2 separate regions of the Zea mays genome follow, and region 2 is linked to region 1. Evidence: chromatin contacts called from public Hi-C data. All regions are on one chromosome and are shown on one strand. Each heading gives the region's core, a stretch centred on a gene start, on an enhancer-like site or on the middle of the called end of the contact. The rest is flanking DNA. Distances are from core to core; before and after follow the strand shown.

Evidence for each region. A called contact is a pair of places that touch in the nucleus more often than the background predicts.
Region 2: a contact with region 1 is called in a Hi-C map of leaf, with 5 times the contacts expected there. The contact joins the promoter of LOC100272578 here to the promoter of LOC100272825 in region 1. A contact is called at or near these places in 2 of 25 Hi-C or Micro-C datasets (both in leaf).

What each region holds. Positions count from the first base shown.
Region 1 is chr4:150,923,151-150,930,917 of Zm-B73-REFERENCE-NAM-5.0, reverse strand. LOC100272825 (Putative GEM-like protein 8) reads left to right here and starts at 3,518. Exons shown (of 3, transcript NM_001147278.1): 1 at 3,518-3,793; 2 at 3,925-4,023; 3 at 4,168-4,878. The coding sequence starts at 3,646. The coding sequence ends at 4,640.
Region 2 is chr4:151,064,133-151,071,899 of Zm-B73-REFERENCE-NAM-5.0, reverse strand. LOC100272578 reads left to right here and starts at 5,143. Exons shown (of 10, transcript NM_001147043.1): 1 at 5,143-5,260; 2 at 5,332-5,468; 3 at 5,669-5,715; 4 at 5,811-6,133; 5 at 6,279-6,361; 6 at 6,446-6,521; 7 at 6,601-6,662; 8 at 6,856-6,951; 9 at 7,040-7,201; 10 at 7,712-7,767. The coding sequence starts at 5,209.

The DNA of each region.
Region 1 (7,767 bases), core at 2,269-4,768:
TTTGCAAAGCAACTACGCTAATCACCGAGTGATTCTATTAAGCACTTGGGTGTTTAGGCACATGTAGTGTTAGAAATATGCCCTAGAGATAATCATAGAGATGAGCATATTTCTTTGTATCCATGATATATATATTGCTTAATTGAATATCCATGGAAGGCACCTTGTATTGATTAGCAATTATGTGAATTGTTTGTGAGATTCTTTACTTATATGGTTATTCTAAATGATGTCCCTAGTCAGAGTCGATGACTAGCACATGTATTAGTTGATGACTACATTTCACAAGTCATGAACATGGAGATGTTAAACTAATAATGTGGGCGCATGTATGACATGAGGCTGGGCCGACCCGACGTGAGATATTGTAATATAGTTCTCTTTTTGCAACATAAATACTATATCCTTAGACCTGAGATTGTCGCATGTTCTCAAGATGTGAATTGACTTACTTAGGGACTATCAAACGCTATTCCGTAACTGGGTAGTTATAAAGGTAGTTTTGGGTTTGTCAGAAAGCATGCTGTGAGGCATGGTCAGTCAAGATGGAATTTGTCCCTCTATTTGTGAGAGAGATATCTCTGGGCCCCTCGAGTGATTGGATCAAGAAATGCATGGTCGTGCTAGGGTTAAGAGTTAACCATTGAAAGGATTCCAATTCACAGTATCGAGAAAGAGAGGTCAGCTTAGAGCCAGACCAAATATCGTGAGACAAAGAGAACAACATGTACGTAATGTTGCAATGGTTCGTCTGATATGATCTTTACGTGCGCATAGGAGTTGACATGTCTTGCTAGAGGCCGCTGTCAATTATTGGGCCAAGTAAGAGTACTTGGGCTATGTCTATTTGTACGTGAACCTATAGGGTCACACACTTAAGGGGAAGGAAGCCTAACTCGGATTAGATCCGAAATTAGACTGGGCTTTAGGGTTACTGATGGGCCTCGGTGTCAGAAGCCCACCATAACGCCTATATAATGAGGGGCGGGGGCGCGGTTAGGCTTAACCCTAATTCGCCACCAGCAAACGAGTAGCCGCTCGCCTCTCGCCCTCGCCAAGCCACCGTCGCGAACCTAGCAGTTCGGTACGCGGTGCTTCCTCCTTGTACGTGTGGATACCTCGGAGGTGCTACATCTGGAGCACTAGGACGAACCGTGCGAGGACGTGAAGGACGCTGACGACTGCACGACACTGCTCGACGCGTTCGTCTACATCGAGACGTCTTCCGCTGCTCTGCGCGTCTAGTGGTAATTCCATGACCTATAACCGCAGTAGTTCTTGGTTTTATGGGGTTGAAAATTTTGTTTTGCGCTAGCGTAGCCTCCCCGTAATCCTTCATGTAGATGCGTATAACCTTCCTTGGTATGTTGCATGGGATGCCACACCTTCAAATGGTCGATTGGGTGAAGTATATATAGGCCCCAACTCGAATATAGCCATTGGAAAGCAGTTCTGCGGATTTATGCGGCGCACCGGACAGGTGCACCATACTATCCAATGGTGCACTGTACATGCCACATGTACTAGCCAATAGAGGTAGTCGTTGTAGCTTCTGAAGATGGCGCACCGACAGTCCGTTGTGCACCAGACAACCCACGCAGAACAAGATTGCATGTCGTGTTTTGGCCGTAACTTTTAGCTCCAAACTCCAATTTCGATGATCTTGTTCTTTTTGAAAAACTTATAAAATCCTCTATACTGTAGAGTTGAAGCCATATCATTTTGAGTAATTTGGCACACCAGACACTTCGGTGCAAACAACGCATGTGCTGCTGTAGTGTTTTTCAGCATTTCCAACTTTGTATTGTGGGCATAACTTTTAGCTCTGAATTCCGATTTTGATGATCTTGGACTTTATGGAAAGCTTATAAATTATCTAAATCTCATAGTTGAAGCCATGTCAGTTTGAGTAGATTTGATATCGTGAAACACTTCGAATTTAGTTAGCCCTTCATCTCAACTTTGTCAACTTCACGTTTGTTTTGTGGTTTTGCATCCCACTTCTACTTCTTGATGTGTTGGACTCTTAGCATGTATAAAGTGTCTTCAATATGACTTTGTAATATCTTCTATGGGTCTTATAATGTCTTCTTTGAGGTGTTGCGTCCGTAGAGCCTCAATCCAATCCACTTCGCATCCTATGAACTACAAAGCACAAACGCTTGAGAAACATTAGTCCACAAGGTTATGTTGATCATCAAACACCAAAATCACTTGAGAAACATATATATACCCCACCAGTTTTAACTTTGCAAAACCCAACCAACCAAATCACATATGTATCCATAATCGTCCTTCCTCCATCATCCCTGATCCTCCTCCTCCCGTGACCACGCCTCCTCTCCCCCTCATTCGCGTCGTCGCCGCTGGCCCCTCCCTCGCGTCGCCGCCGCCGTTGGCCCCTCCCCTCCCAAGACCGTAGTGTTAGCATGGGCAAAGCCAACTAGTTTGTTTTTAAAATTGTGAAATTCCTTATTATAGTTTCTTTAACCATCCTTGGGCTCAAATCATTTGTATGCATTGGCTCATTGGTCAACAAACTCAAATCTGAGCAGTTTTTTTTATAAACACGATGTAGATATGTCTATAGGACTAGGCGTGAAGATTCTATGATTAATAAAGTGAACTCTCCATAAACGTCTTATTGTTCATTGGTACATGACAACAAACATGGGGTATGATCACCTCCGTTAACTATTTAAACTACTTGATTCTTCAATCTCGATAGAATTTAATTGGGAAAGCTAAATAACTGAACGCCTTAGAGAAAAAAAATATTTTTTAGATATGATAGATAAGTTCCGGCTTCAGTCCTCTTCAAAAAAAAAACAAAAAAGAGAGAGGCTTCAATCCACAAATGAATAGGAACTTGTGAACTTTGTCTTTAGCCAGAACTAATTTCACTTGTCTCTATTAATACTGTGGTAGTAGTAGGGACCAAGTGCTGTTGATGAGAATCCAAGTAGAACAGGCGGTCAATTCATGGACATGTTCTCCATGCCAAAAACCAATTGCATATGATCTCTTCGTGCATGCAACGCAACGGGCCGGGAGTCAAACGCTTGATCCTAAATAGAAGCGGACACATTGCCAATGCCAAGCTCCCAACGACTCGCCGGCAGTAAAAGCCGTGTACTCGCAGACGACAGCTGCACCGAGCAGCCGGATCCGACCATTTGGTGCCATCTCAAGAATTCCAACGCATCTCGCATGCTGATGAGCGTAAAAAGTTCCCATCTGCGCTTGCTCTAAACGAGTTCGACAAATACGTGACTTTCAGAAAGGCGCCATCAATACAAAAACGCTACTAGCCTACTACTATACCAGCAGAAAAAGAAAAAAAACCTTTTTATCGCGACGAAGAGATGAGGGCCGCTGCATCTGTTCCCAATTCCAAAGCGCTGAACCGGCCGGGTGGCCACTGAGCCGGTTTGGATCTTTCTGGGGAGGAGAGGAGAGGAGAAGATAGGCACCAGCGCTATAAAAGAAGCCTTTTCCTCCTCCTCATTTGGGGCCTGAGTAACCCGCAACCACCGCACATTAGGTACCGAGAGGGCAGGCAAGAACCGAGCAAATCAGGGCAGCAGGTGCCTGCTGCCAAGTCTTGGTCTTGGTCTTGGTGCGCTGTGTAAAGACGACTCAGCGATGGAGGGGTCGACGGCGACCGAGGGTCATGTGGTCGGGATCCCGGTGAGCACAAGGGCTTATGGCATCGAGGAACCCGACTTCTCGGTAGAAGAGACGACGCCCGACCGTGGAGAGTTCCCGAGCTCCTTCCAGTACTACAGCCATGGTGAGAGCCTCGCTCGCTCCGCGCCCTCTTGATTTGTCTGATCGTGTCAAGCTCACCATGCACTGCAAGGTGCGGAAAGGAACCAAGAAAGTCGAAGCATGTCGCTGATCAAGCTATCTTTCACCTTCCAGATGCTGCCAGTTCGACGACGACCGCCGCCGATCGGCCGACGAGCAATCAACAAGCCACTAGGAAGGGAGACAAGATCGTCCGGGGCATCAAAGAACATGGTAAGCAACTCCTTTGATTGAACTTTTGTATTCTGAAAAGAAAAAAAAAAGAAACAGAGCCTCCAAAACCCAAGCAAAAACATGCCTTTAGACTGAACTGAAGCTGATGCTTGCTCCGATTTGTACGCATCGCATCGCGTGCAGTGACCCTGGGACCGAAGCTCTCCGACACGGTGAAGGGGAAGCTCTCGCTGGGCGCGAAGATCCTCCGGGCCGGCGGCAGCGTGGAGAAGCTGTTCCGGCAGTGGTTCTCGGCGGACAAGGACGAGAAGCTGCTGCGGGCGTCGCAGTGCCACCTGTGGACGACGGCGGGGCCCATCGCCGGCGTGCTGTTCGTGTCGACGGCGCGGGTGGCCTTCCGCAGCGACCGGTCGCTGTCGCTGGCGGTGTCCACCCCGCGCGGCGACTGCAGCTTCCGCGCGCCGTACAAGGTGGCCGTCCCGCTGCGGAAGGTCGGGGCGGTGCGGCCCAGCGAGAACAGGCACCGGCCGGAGCAGAGGTACGTGCGGCTCGCCACCACCGACGGCTTCGAGTTCTGGTTCATGGGCTTCGTCAGCTACAACAAGTCGCTGCAGCACCTGGAGCGGGCCGTTGCGTGCGCGCGGCAGGCGCGGTGACGGTGTGCTAGTTCTGGGCCGGCTCTGTATGTGTAGGCTGCAGCTGCAACATGTCGTTGTACATCTGGGCGATCGGTTGCCCTGGTAAGCAGGTTGGTCATAGACTCACAGGCGACCGGTCAGGCATGTGGTCTTTTGGGGTTGGGCAAGAAATTCACCATGAATTTGAAATAGAGAGTGCTGGTGTAGTGGTGTGACAATGGCGAAACCGCCATCAATATCCATTCTTTTCTCAAGCAAAAAAAAAAACATCTGCCAGCATGCATCACAAGGCCTACCAAAACTGCACTGATGCGAATGCTGGTTTCTTACAGAGACACAGAGTCTAGTCTTATTCAATCAGGTCCCGGCATAACTGCACTGATGTAGCAAACAAACTGTTCATATCGTGCAAAGAATATTTATCGTCCGCTAGTTCATTTTTGAACTAAAACGTGATAAATAAAAAAGAACATAGGAAGAGTATCAGACACACAGAAAATTAGAACCAGCACATTTTTATACGGACACGGGAAACCCCACCTCTATGGCTCTATATATTGATTTGATGATGCTTCAAAAGGCCAGAGTACAAAAGGGGGAGGGTTTGATAAGGGCATCAATGCGGTGAACGCACGACACCAAAGGTCAGCCACGCCGGTGTCCTCGCGACGCAGTCTGGTACACCAAAGGGCGGCCTCTTCCCTGCACTGGCGGACGATCGAAGTGGTAGAGGGGTGCACGCCTTCGAAAAACCACAATGTTCCTTCTCTTCCATAGCAGCCAGCAGTACATCAGCACGAGCGTGTGGAACTTCTTTGTTGAGGGGATCGTGTCGGGTGGCGCAGGAGGCTCCAGAACGTGCGCGCGAAGCTGCAGCGGAGGAGGACATGGAAAGCGTCCTCAAGATCGTCGCCGCAGATTGCACACGAAGCGTTCAGCACGATACCATTTCCGGTGGTGCTTGTCCTCGTTTGGAGACGGTCGTGGCCGGCAAGCCAGGCGAAGAACCGGACGCGCGAGGGTGCCCAGTTTCGCCAAGCGAACAGGTGCTCCGAAGCCGCGACACCCGCAGCGCCTGCACAAAAGGATATGGTACAGCGTGCCCGTGCGGAGCTTGCCATTGTCATCCGCGAGAGCACACCGACGACGGACGTCGTGCCCCACAGAGAGGTCGCGCGGTCGTCGCAGCAGAGAGCCAAGGCCGCAGGAAGGCGCCGATGCCGGCGGTCATGATGGTGTGCACACTGGCGTCGACGTCGGTGCAATGAGACAGCAGGGCGGGGAAGCGAGTGGCGAAGTCGCCATCGCCACGCCACTCGTCGAACCAGAAGGCAGTGGCCCTGCCATCCACGACGTCACATGAGGTGATTGCCCGGTAGAGTGGGAGAAGCGCGAGCGTAGCACCTGCTAGTGATCACTATGGAGAGAGCCATTTTTAGGGTAGCAAGGCACACGCTCTCACGGACCCAGATCGCCTAGGAAGAAGAGGTCGTGGTGTGCAAGCGATAGAGACTGGAATTCAGTTCGTTGTTTTCGTACAGACTACAGAAACTACAAAAGTGGAAAAAAAATTCAACAATGGTTCTCGCAGTACCATGCTGAGCCAGGTGCCTGCGCTGATGGAGTAGCAATGTCCAGACTATGCTTCTCACAATATCACGTGGGACGAGTGGACGACCACAAGTCAGACACAGAAATTAAGAACGGTGGTTCCAGATGCTCCGTTCTCAACAGCAACGTTTCTACAGAGTTAGCTATGACTTGGTTCACTGCCTAACTTATTATACTTTGACTAACTTTTTTTTATCTAAAGTTAGTTTTAAATTCGAACAACTAATTTTAGACAAATTATGGCGCAGTTAACCATGAATCAAACAAGCTTGATCTGCAACTGTATCTGTCATAAACGTTTTTTAGTTAAAATACTGTAGGGGACTCCTAGAGTGCTTCATTAAAAAAAGGGTTACTTGTACATTTTACATATTTGTGCTTACAGAGTTCGAAGCCACATATAAGGCTATAGATTGCTTTAATTTGTAACAGACGAGAAGCATTTCCTTCTTGAAATTCTCTTTGCGGCTTGATATGTATCTGTCAGGAACTTCGTATTAGGATTTTAAAAAGTCTTTCAAGTATGCTTTAACCATTCGCGAATGTCTTATCAAATCACTGCAGACTGATATGTTATCATCAGTAAAACATCTGGAATACAAATCTGTACAGGTTGCAGGAAAAACCATGTTATAGCTCGTCAATCTATGTACTATATTACTACAACAAAGTTAAAAAAAAAACTCCACGCTCACCGAAAGGGTCTAAAAATTACGGAATTAATCAGAAAAAAGAGCGTGAACAAATTTAATTAAAAAGATCTAATGGTCCACATTTATTAGAATTTAAGATTTAATTGAAAAATGTACAGTTAAACTTTATGCTGATCTAATGGTCAATACTGAATGGAATTTAAGAAGAATATGCTGATCTAATGGTCTCTTTGCAGCTTGATGTATCTGTCAGGAACTTCGTATTAGGATTTTAAAAAGTCTTTCAAGTATGCTTTGACCATTCGCTAATGTCTTACCAAATCACTACAGACTGATATGTTATCATCAATAAAACATCTGGAATACAAATCTGTACAGGTTGCAGGAAAAAACCATGTTATAGCTCGTCAATCTATGTACTATATTACTACAACAAAGTTAAAAAAAAACTCCACGCTCACCGAAAGGGTCTAAAAATTACGGAATTAATCAGAAAAAAGAGCGTGAACAAATTTAATTAAAAAGATCTAATGGTCCACATTTATTAGAATTTAAGATTTAATTGAAAAATGTACAGTTAAACTTTATGCTGATCTAATGGTCAATACTGAATGGAATTTAAGGACAATATTCCTGCAGAGGTCATATATGGGAAAAAATTACAAAAATAAATTTATTAGAATTTAAGATTTAATTGGAAAATGTACAGTTAAACTTTATGATGTCCTAATGGTCAATACTGAATGGAATTTAAGAAGAATATTCCTGCAGAGGTCATATATGGGAAAAAACTACAAAAATACATTTATCAGAATTTAAGATTTAATTGGAAAATGTACAGTTAAACTTTATGCTGTCGTAATGGTCAATACTGAATGGAA
Region 2 (7,767 bases), core at 3,894-6,393, 140 kb before region 1:
ACCAAACTCAACAACATCCCATATGCTTTTGTGGAGCGAGATTAGATGAAATCGCATTAAATCGCTCCACCTAGCGTAATCTTCACCATCAAAAGTTGGTGGTTTGCCTAGTGGGACGGAAAGTAAAGGTGTATGTTTGGAAATGCGAGGGTAGCGTAGGGGAATCTTACTATACTTCTTGCGCTCTTGGCGCTTAGAAGTGACGGAGGGCGCATCGGAGTCGGAGGTCGATGTTGATGAAGTGTCGGTCTCGTAGTAGACCACCTTCCTCATCCTCTTGTGCTTGTCGCCTTTCCGATGCGGCTTGTGGGAAGAAGATTTTTCCTTCTTCTCTTTGTGATGAGAAGAAGATTTCTTCTCCTTCCCTTTGTTGGAGGAGCTCTTCTTCTTCTCCCTCCTTTTGGTGCGGGACTCTTCCGATGAAGTGCTCCCTTGGCTTGTAGTGGGCTTTTCGCCGGTCTCCATCTCCTTCTTGGCGTGATCTCCCGACATCACTTCGAGCGGTTAGGCTCTAATGAAGAACCGGGCTCTGATACCAATTGATAGTCGCCTAGAGGGGGGGTGAATAGGGCGAAACTGAAATTTACAAATTAAACACAACTACAAGCCGGGTTAGCGTTAGAAGTATAAACGAGTCCGCGAGAGAGGGCGCAAAACAAATCGCAAGCAAATAATAAAGTGTGACACACGGATTTGTTTTACCGAGGTTCGGTTCTCTCAAACCTACTCCCCGTTGAGGAGGCCACAAAGGCCGGGTCTCTTTCAACCCTTCCCTCTCTCAAACGGTCCCTCGGACCGAGTGAGCTTCTCTTCCCAAATCAAAACGGGGAACAAAACTTCCCCGCAAGGGCCACCACACAATTGGTGCCTCTTGCCTTGATTACAATGGAGTTTTGATCACAAGAACAAGTGAGAAAGAAAAGAAGCAATCCAAGCGCAAGAGCTCAAATGAACACGGCAAATCACTCTCACTAGTCACTAGGGCTTTGTGTGGAATTGGAGAGGATTTGATCTCTTTAGTGTGTCTAGAATTGAATGCTAGAGCTCTTGTAGTAGTTGAGAAGTGGAAAACTTGGATGCAATGAATGGTGGGGTGGTTGGGGTATTTATAGCCTCAACCACCAAACTTGACCGTTGGCTAGAGGCTTCTGCGCGATGGCGCACCGGACAGTCCGGTGCACACCGGACAGTCCGGTGCCCCTGCCACGTCATCACTGCCGTTGGATTCTGACCGTTGGAGCTTCTGACTTGTGGGTCCGCCTGGGTGTCCGGTGCACACCGGACATGCACTGTTTGATGTCCGGTGCACCGGCATGGGCGATTCTGACTTCTGCGCGCGCTGTGCGCGCATTAAATGCTCCGCAGGGAGCCGTTGGCGCCGCAGGGAGCCGTTGCTCCGCTGGCACACCGGACAGTCCGGTGCACACCGGACAGTCCGGTGAATTATAGCGGAGCGGCTGCCACGCGAACCCGAGGCTGGCGAGTTCTGGAGGCCGCGCTTCCTTGGAGCACCGGACATGTCCGGTGCACACCGGACAGTCCGGTGAATTATAGCGCGCCGGCTTCCGAGAAATCCCGAAGGTGAAGAGTTTGAGTCTGAGTCCCCTGGTGCACCGGACAGGTACTGTTCACTGTCCGGTGGCGCACCGGACAGTCCGGTGCGCCAGACCAGGGGTGCCCTCGGTTGCCCCTTTGCTCCTTTATTGAATCCAAAACTTGGTCTTTTTATTGGCTGAGTGTGAACCTTTTTCACCTGTATAATCTATACACTTGGGCAAACTAGTTAGTCCAAAGATTTGTGTTGGGCAATTCAACCACCAAAATTATTTAGGAACTAGGTGAAAGCCTAATTCCCTTTCAGTCCCCCACTCCGACCATTGTTTCAACTGCCCAGAGTGTGGCTACATGTGATGCTAAGACCTAGCCTCGGCCTTGGGAGAGATCTTCGCTTAGCCCAAGCCCGGCCTCAGCCAACTACTCCAACAGGGAAACACATGATGCCACAGGCTCTCCCGCGAACCCCACTAAAGACAGGATGGCAACAGGAACCAGAAGGACGGTGTCCAATCTGGTTTCCACCATCCCGGATGACGCACGACCAGATTACCACATACTTTTCACCATGTCGAGCACTATTTCAACCACTACGACTCGATATACTTATAAACGTCTCATCCGCACCCCTGCACAGGACGGGCTCGGGCACGCGTTCGAGCCCCCAAACCTGGCCTCGGCTCTCTACCTGGTCAAACAGGGATCAGACATCCTTCTCCTGACCAAAGACGATGCCAAGGACAGGGGCCATCCCGTCGACCATACTACTACGGGGCCTCGGACACATCTCCTCTGACCACAACAACAGCGCGACAACCCTTGTACTCCTGGGCTTCCCCCTTACGACTATAAATGGAGGAGTCCAGGGTCTCTAAGGAGGGAGAGGAACACAACACTTGACCGTTCACTCCACTCCTGATATTGGCACCGACTTCAATCACACTTAGAGACTTAGGACCTGTTCCCTCTGTCGATTAGTTTGTATCCCCTACTATGAGCACCTAGGTGCAAGATAATATAAATATCATCCCCACTCGCTAGAAGTATGACTTTCTCTTGTCCGAACCAGGATAAATCTTGTGTCTTCTTGCATCACCCATCTGGACAGGGGCACACAACACAAATTCACTTGTTCATTAGGACCCTCGGTCAAAACACTGACAACATGCTTCACTGTGGCAGTGACGGTTTAGAGATGGGGGATGCGGGAGGCGAGCGTATAGGAAAATGAAGTGAGGCCCGTTAGGGGGAGGGTATTCAGTTTTATTAGAATTAGTCTAACGAGTTGACTGTCTACAAATGGGTCTAAACGTTTTGTGTTTATTAAACAGGGTGAAAGCTATTAAATTTAAATTTGTCATATATTCGTTTGCTCAAGAGAACATGTAGTTTTTTCCCCATATTTTTCACTATTTTAATATTTTTTCAAAATTTTAAATTCTTAACGAATTTAAAAAATATAATGGTGGTAAACCGGTACCGCCCCACCGACGATTTCGGTAAACTGGGCAGTTTACCGCCGGTTTACACCGGTTTTGTAAACCTTGGTCGAGGGAGAGGTGCAAGATCGGCGGGAGGAGGGAGTAGTTGCTAGCCTAGGTAGAGAGGGAGCGAGGAGTTGCTAGTGTTGGGGGATATCTATGTCACTGTATAATCCATCCTTTTAAACTTTGTAAAACCCATTCAATCAAATCAACTCCACACCTATAACCTCTACCAAACAAATTACATCCAGACTTAACACCCCATCAAAACCAATTGTTTAGATCAAGGATAACCTTCTCTCCCTTACTCAAATCAAATGGACAATATTATTGGAATCATCCATTATCTCTCATCCTCTCCCTCCTCGCGACCTCGTCGCCCCCTCCCTATCACTCGCATCGTCCAATGGAGTAGACAAGGGGAGCTAGTAGGGGCCATGGCCCCCTAACAAAAAGAAAATTTGTTTTCTAGTTGCTTTTTTATGGCTAAAATAAAAAGTTAATTTATACTAAGTTAAAATATAGTATGCATTTAGCGTATATGTGTGTTAATTGTTATGACTAGTAATTATTGTATATTGTATATGTACATATATTTTATTTATTAATTGTTATGACTAGTAATTATTAATATTGTATATGTATTGCCCCCTAAAGAAAAATTATGGCTACGTCTCTGGCGTTGTCGTTGTTGCCGCTGTCAACCCATCTCCTTGCGCCGCCACTGCTATTGTTGACCCCTCCCCTTCTCAAGATTGTAGCATTAGCACAGGTTATATACTAGTTAAAGTAGTAGAAATATAATATGGATATTTTTATGAAAAAATAGTAAAAAATAAAATCAGATCGTGCCGGGTTTAACCCGTCTCGCCGCGTCTTAGACTTAGACACGGGTCGCTAACCAACAGGCTAAGGGCCTGTTTGTTTCAGCTTATAGATTATATAATCTGAATTATAATCTAAATTATACAATCCAGATTATAATCTAGATAGTTTATAATTTACATGTACTTGTTTGGTAGTCTAGATTATACAAATGTAGATTATTCACAAAGACAACATTACTCTTGTTTGTTTATTTGAGGTGAAGAAAGAATAATGACATATATTATAATTTCTATTTGCATAATCATGGGTAGTGGGTCTTTTACCAAAAATGATCTCAAATATGCTACTCTTAAGGAGATTATTAGATTATCATAATCTGGGCTTTAGATTATATAATCTGAATCTATAATCTAGATGTTTATTTATCTGCTGGATTATTTGCGTTGAATTATATAATCTAGAGAGATTATAATTTGAAACAAACATGACCTAAATCACGCTCATGCCATGATAAAATCGTAGTACCAGGTTACATGCTTACCGACAGTCCAACCCTTTTTTGGACATCTCTAGTCTGCATTGCGCCCTGACTAGAGATGGCAATAGGTAAAAACCCGCTGGGTATTACTTGCCCAAACCTATACCCGTGAAGAAAAAATACACCCGCTAAAAAATCCATACCCATAACGGGTATAAAATTTTGCCCAAACCCATACCCATGCGGGTTTCGAGTACCCAACGGGTTTCCCATACCCACAAACATCAACATAAAAATAATTCATCATGTATATAACAATCAATACATTAATAAGCTAGCATAAAAGGAACAAGTGATAACTAATTTTAGCCTAAAATTTGTTACATGAAGTTTATTTCAATTAGAACATATTCAATTAATAATATTATGAGACATATTTATAAGGAATGTTGATTTTAAGGCGTGTTTTAAAAACCCATGGGTTTGCGGGTATGGGTAGTAGAAGAAAAAACCCATGCCTACGTACCCGTTGGGTTTCTATTTGAACCCATTAACAAACCCATAGGTAGAGAAATTGATTCAAACTCATACCCTAATAGAGCAAAAATCCACCGAGTTTCGGGTAGCGGGTACCCATTGCCATTTATAACCCTGACCCCTGAGTTGGCGTTGCCTTGAAGTTCAAAGTTTTTCATACTGACGTGTTTGAAAATTGGTTGGTGGGGGAGAGTACTGACCTCCTGAATTCTTTTCTACTAGAGCTAGAGCCAGGCAGCCAGCCAACGCCAAGCGGGGTAGGTTGACTCTTCTGTCTACAGCACCTACCTCTTCACACCAACTGCCGCCCCTGCTCCGAGAACCAGAATGGCCGCCGCCGATGCATCTTCGTTGCCTCCGTCCGCCATCACCTGCCGAGGTATTAGCCCGCCCCGCCTTGCTTCTTGCGTAGGGTTTAGTGGCGAGTAAAATTGGATGGCCTGCGCGCAGCGGCGGTGGCGTGGGGACCGGGCCAGCCACTGGTGATGGAGGAGGTGGAGGTCGCCCCGCCGGGGCCCATGGAGATCCGTGTCAAGGTCGTCTCCACCTCCGTCTGCCGCAGCGACGTCACTGCCTGGCAATCCAAGGTATGCACTACGGCGGCGGGGCTGCAGCCTCTGCGTTTACTATGGTAGCCTCCTGCTTATGCGTAGTAATGTATATTCTCCCTACTTGTTTGAGAATTATTTTCATATCATAATTTTTTTTCCTTAGCTGAGAGCCTGAGACAAACGATCTCTCTGATCGAATTTGCTCATCTGTGTTCTCTTCCAATTCCAACATGCAGGCGCAACTTGATCTGTTCCCCAGAGTCTTCGGCCACGAGGCATCCGGGTGCGCTCTTATCTCCCTTCATGCTGCTAAGTGCTGAGCTTTGCAAATTGCTTCTAATAATGATATCTGTTGACCTGAACGCCTTCGATCTATAGAGTAGTAGAGAGTGTCGGTGAAGGTGTGACCGAGTTCCAAGTCGGTGACCACGTTCTCACTGTCTTCATTGGGGAATGCAAGAGCTGCAAGCACTGCGTCTCAGGGAAGAGCAACATGTGCCAGAAGCTCGGTCTGGAGAGGAAGGGTGTCATGCACAGCGATCAGAAGACACGCTTCTCTGTCAAGGGGAAACCTGTGTACCATTACTGTGCAGTGTCAAGCTTCAGCGAGTACACGGTTGTCCATTCCGGATGTGCGGTGAAGGTTGGCCTGACCGTGCCAATGGACAGGGTGTGCCTGCTGAGCTGCGGTGTGTCTTCAGGTAAATCCTGAGGTTCAGAGCTTCAGATATCTGAGAGTAGCTGTGTTAGCTCGTCTGTTTGTAGGAACAGTGCCTTAGTTACCTTGCATGGTTGCACATTTTTGTGGATCTGATCATCCCTCTTTGTTCATGGTTCTATCGTTAGGACTCGGTGCAGTCTGGAATGTAGCTAATGTATCAAAGGGCTCAAGTGTAGCTATATTTGGTCTTGGGACCGTAGGACTTTCTGTGAGTATCTACATAAGGGTCCATTATAAGTTAATTCTTACATATCAAGAACTGTTGTAACGAGACCTATGTCTGCTGAGTTAGGTCGCTCAAGGTGCTAAGCTTCGAGGGGCGTCCAAGATTATAGGAGTTGATACTAATCCTGAGAAGCAAGAAAAGGGTATGCTACCTGCTACGCTGTCAAGTTGTACATTCTGCTATGAACCCTCTTTGTGTTAATTATTTTGTTCCTGGTACAGGGAAATCATTTGGTGTCACGGACTTTATTAACCCAGATGAATTGAGTGAACCTGTTCAACAGGTATTTACACCATGCAATTGGTCATCTGCTCATCGCTCTCTTTTGGTATCATGCAATTCTGCTTGACTGCTACACTAATAAACTGTTGACTTATAATCACACTATGTATGAGATGACTATTTGGGGAAATAAACAAAATACAGTGCATCATCGTTCCCTAAGTGCATGTAAGTAGATTTTTTCATGCTTGCAGGTAATCAAAAGGATTACTGATGGAGGGGTGGATTACTCATTTGAATGTGTGGGTGATTCTGGAGTAGTCTCCACTGCACTTCAATCATGTTCTGATGTAATTTCTTGTCATGCCTTTTGTTTCCATACATGCATACTTCACATATCCTATTCCCTTCTATTCATTTGCATTTCCAACTTGCTAGGGTTGGGGAGTAACTGTAACTCTTGGCTTACCAAAAGGAAAACTAGAAGTGTCTACTCATTATGCATTTCTTCTATCCGGAAGAACACTGAAGGGATCTATGTTTGGAGGATGGAAACCTAAATCTGATCTACCTTCATTGGTGGATAAATATGCAGCAAAGGTATTTATGATTCTTTTGCAGAAACAAATGTTTGAAAACAAAATAAGATTAACATTATTAATTGTTGAAGTGTATAAATGGATTGATTGCCTTCTCCCACCAGCTTAAGTTTTTGGGTTGAACCAGTTAGTGTGTCCACTTTAACATGGTATCAAAGTCAGAGGTCTCGAGTTCGAATCCTGGCAGAGGCTACACATGAGTGAGGGTGTTGAAGTGTATAAGTGGATGAACCATCTTCTCCCATCAGCTTAATCTTTTGGGTTGAACTGGTTAATACATCCACACTAACAGTAATATATTCCCCCCCTTTTGTGTTATGTGAGGTGGGATGATCTAAATATACATGTTGACATATTGGATGGTGATTGTGTAGTAAAATTGATGGCAGAAAACTACTGATTACTATGACACTTATTTGACGTATTGGTTGAATGCTTTTAAGCTTAAAAAGGATTTAGAAAGCATAAACTCGCATTGACTAATGTATCTTGTATTCTTGTCATTTATCAGGAAATCCAAGTTGATGGCCTAGTCACGCATGATATACCATTCAATGAAATCAACAA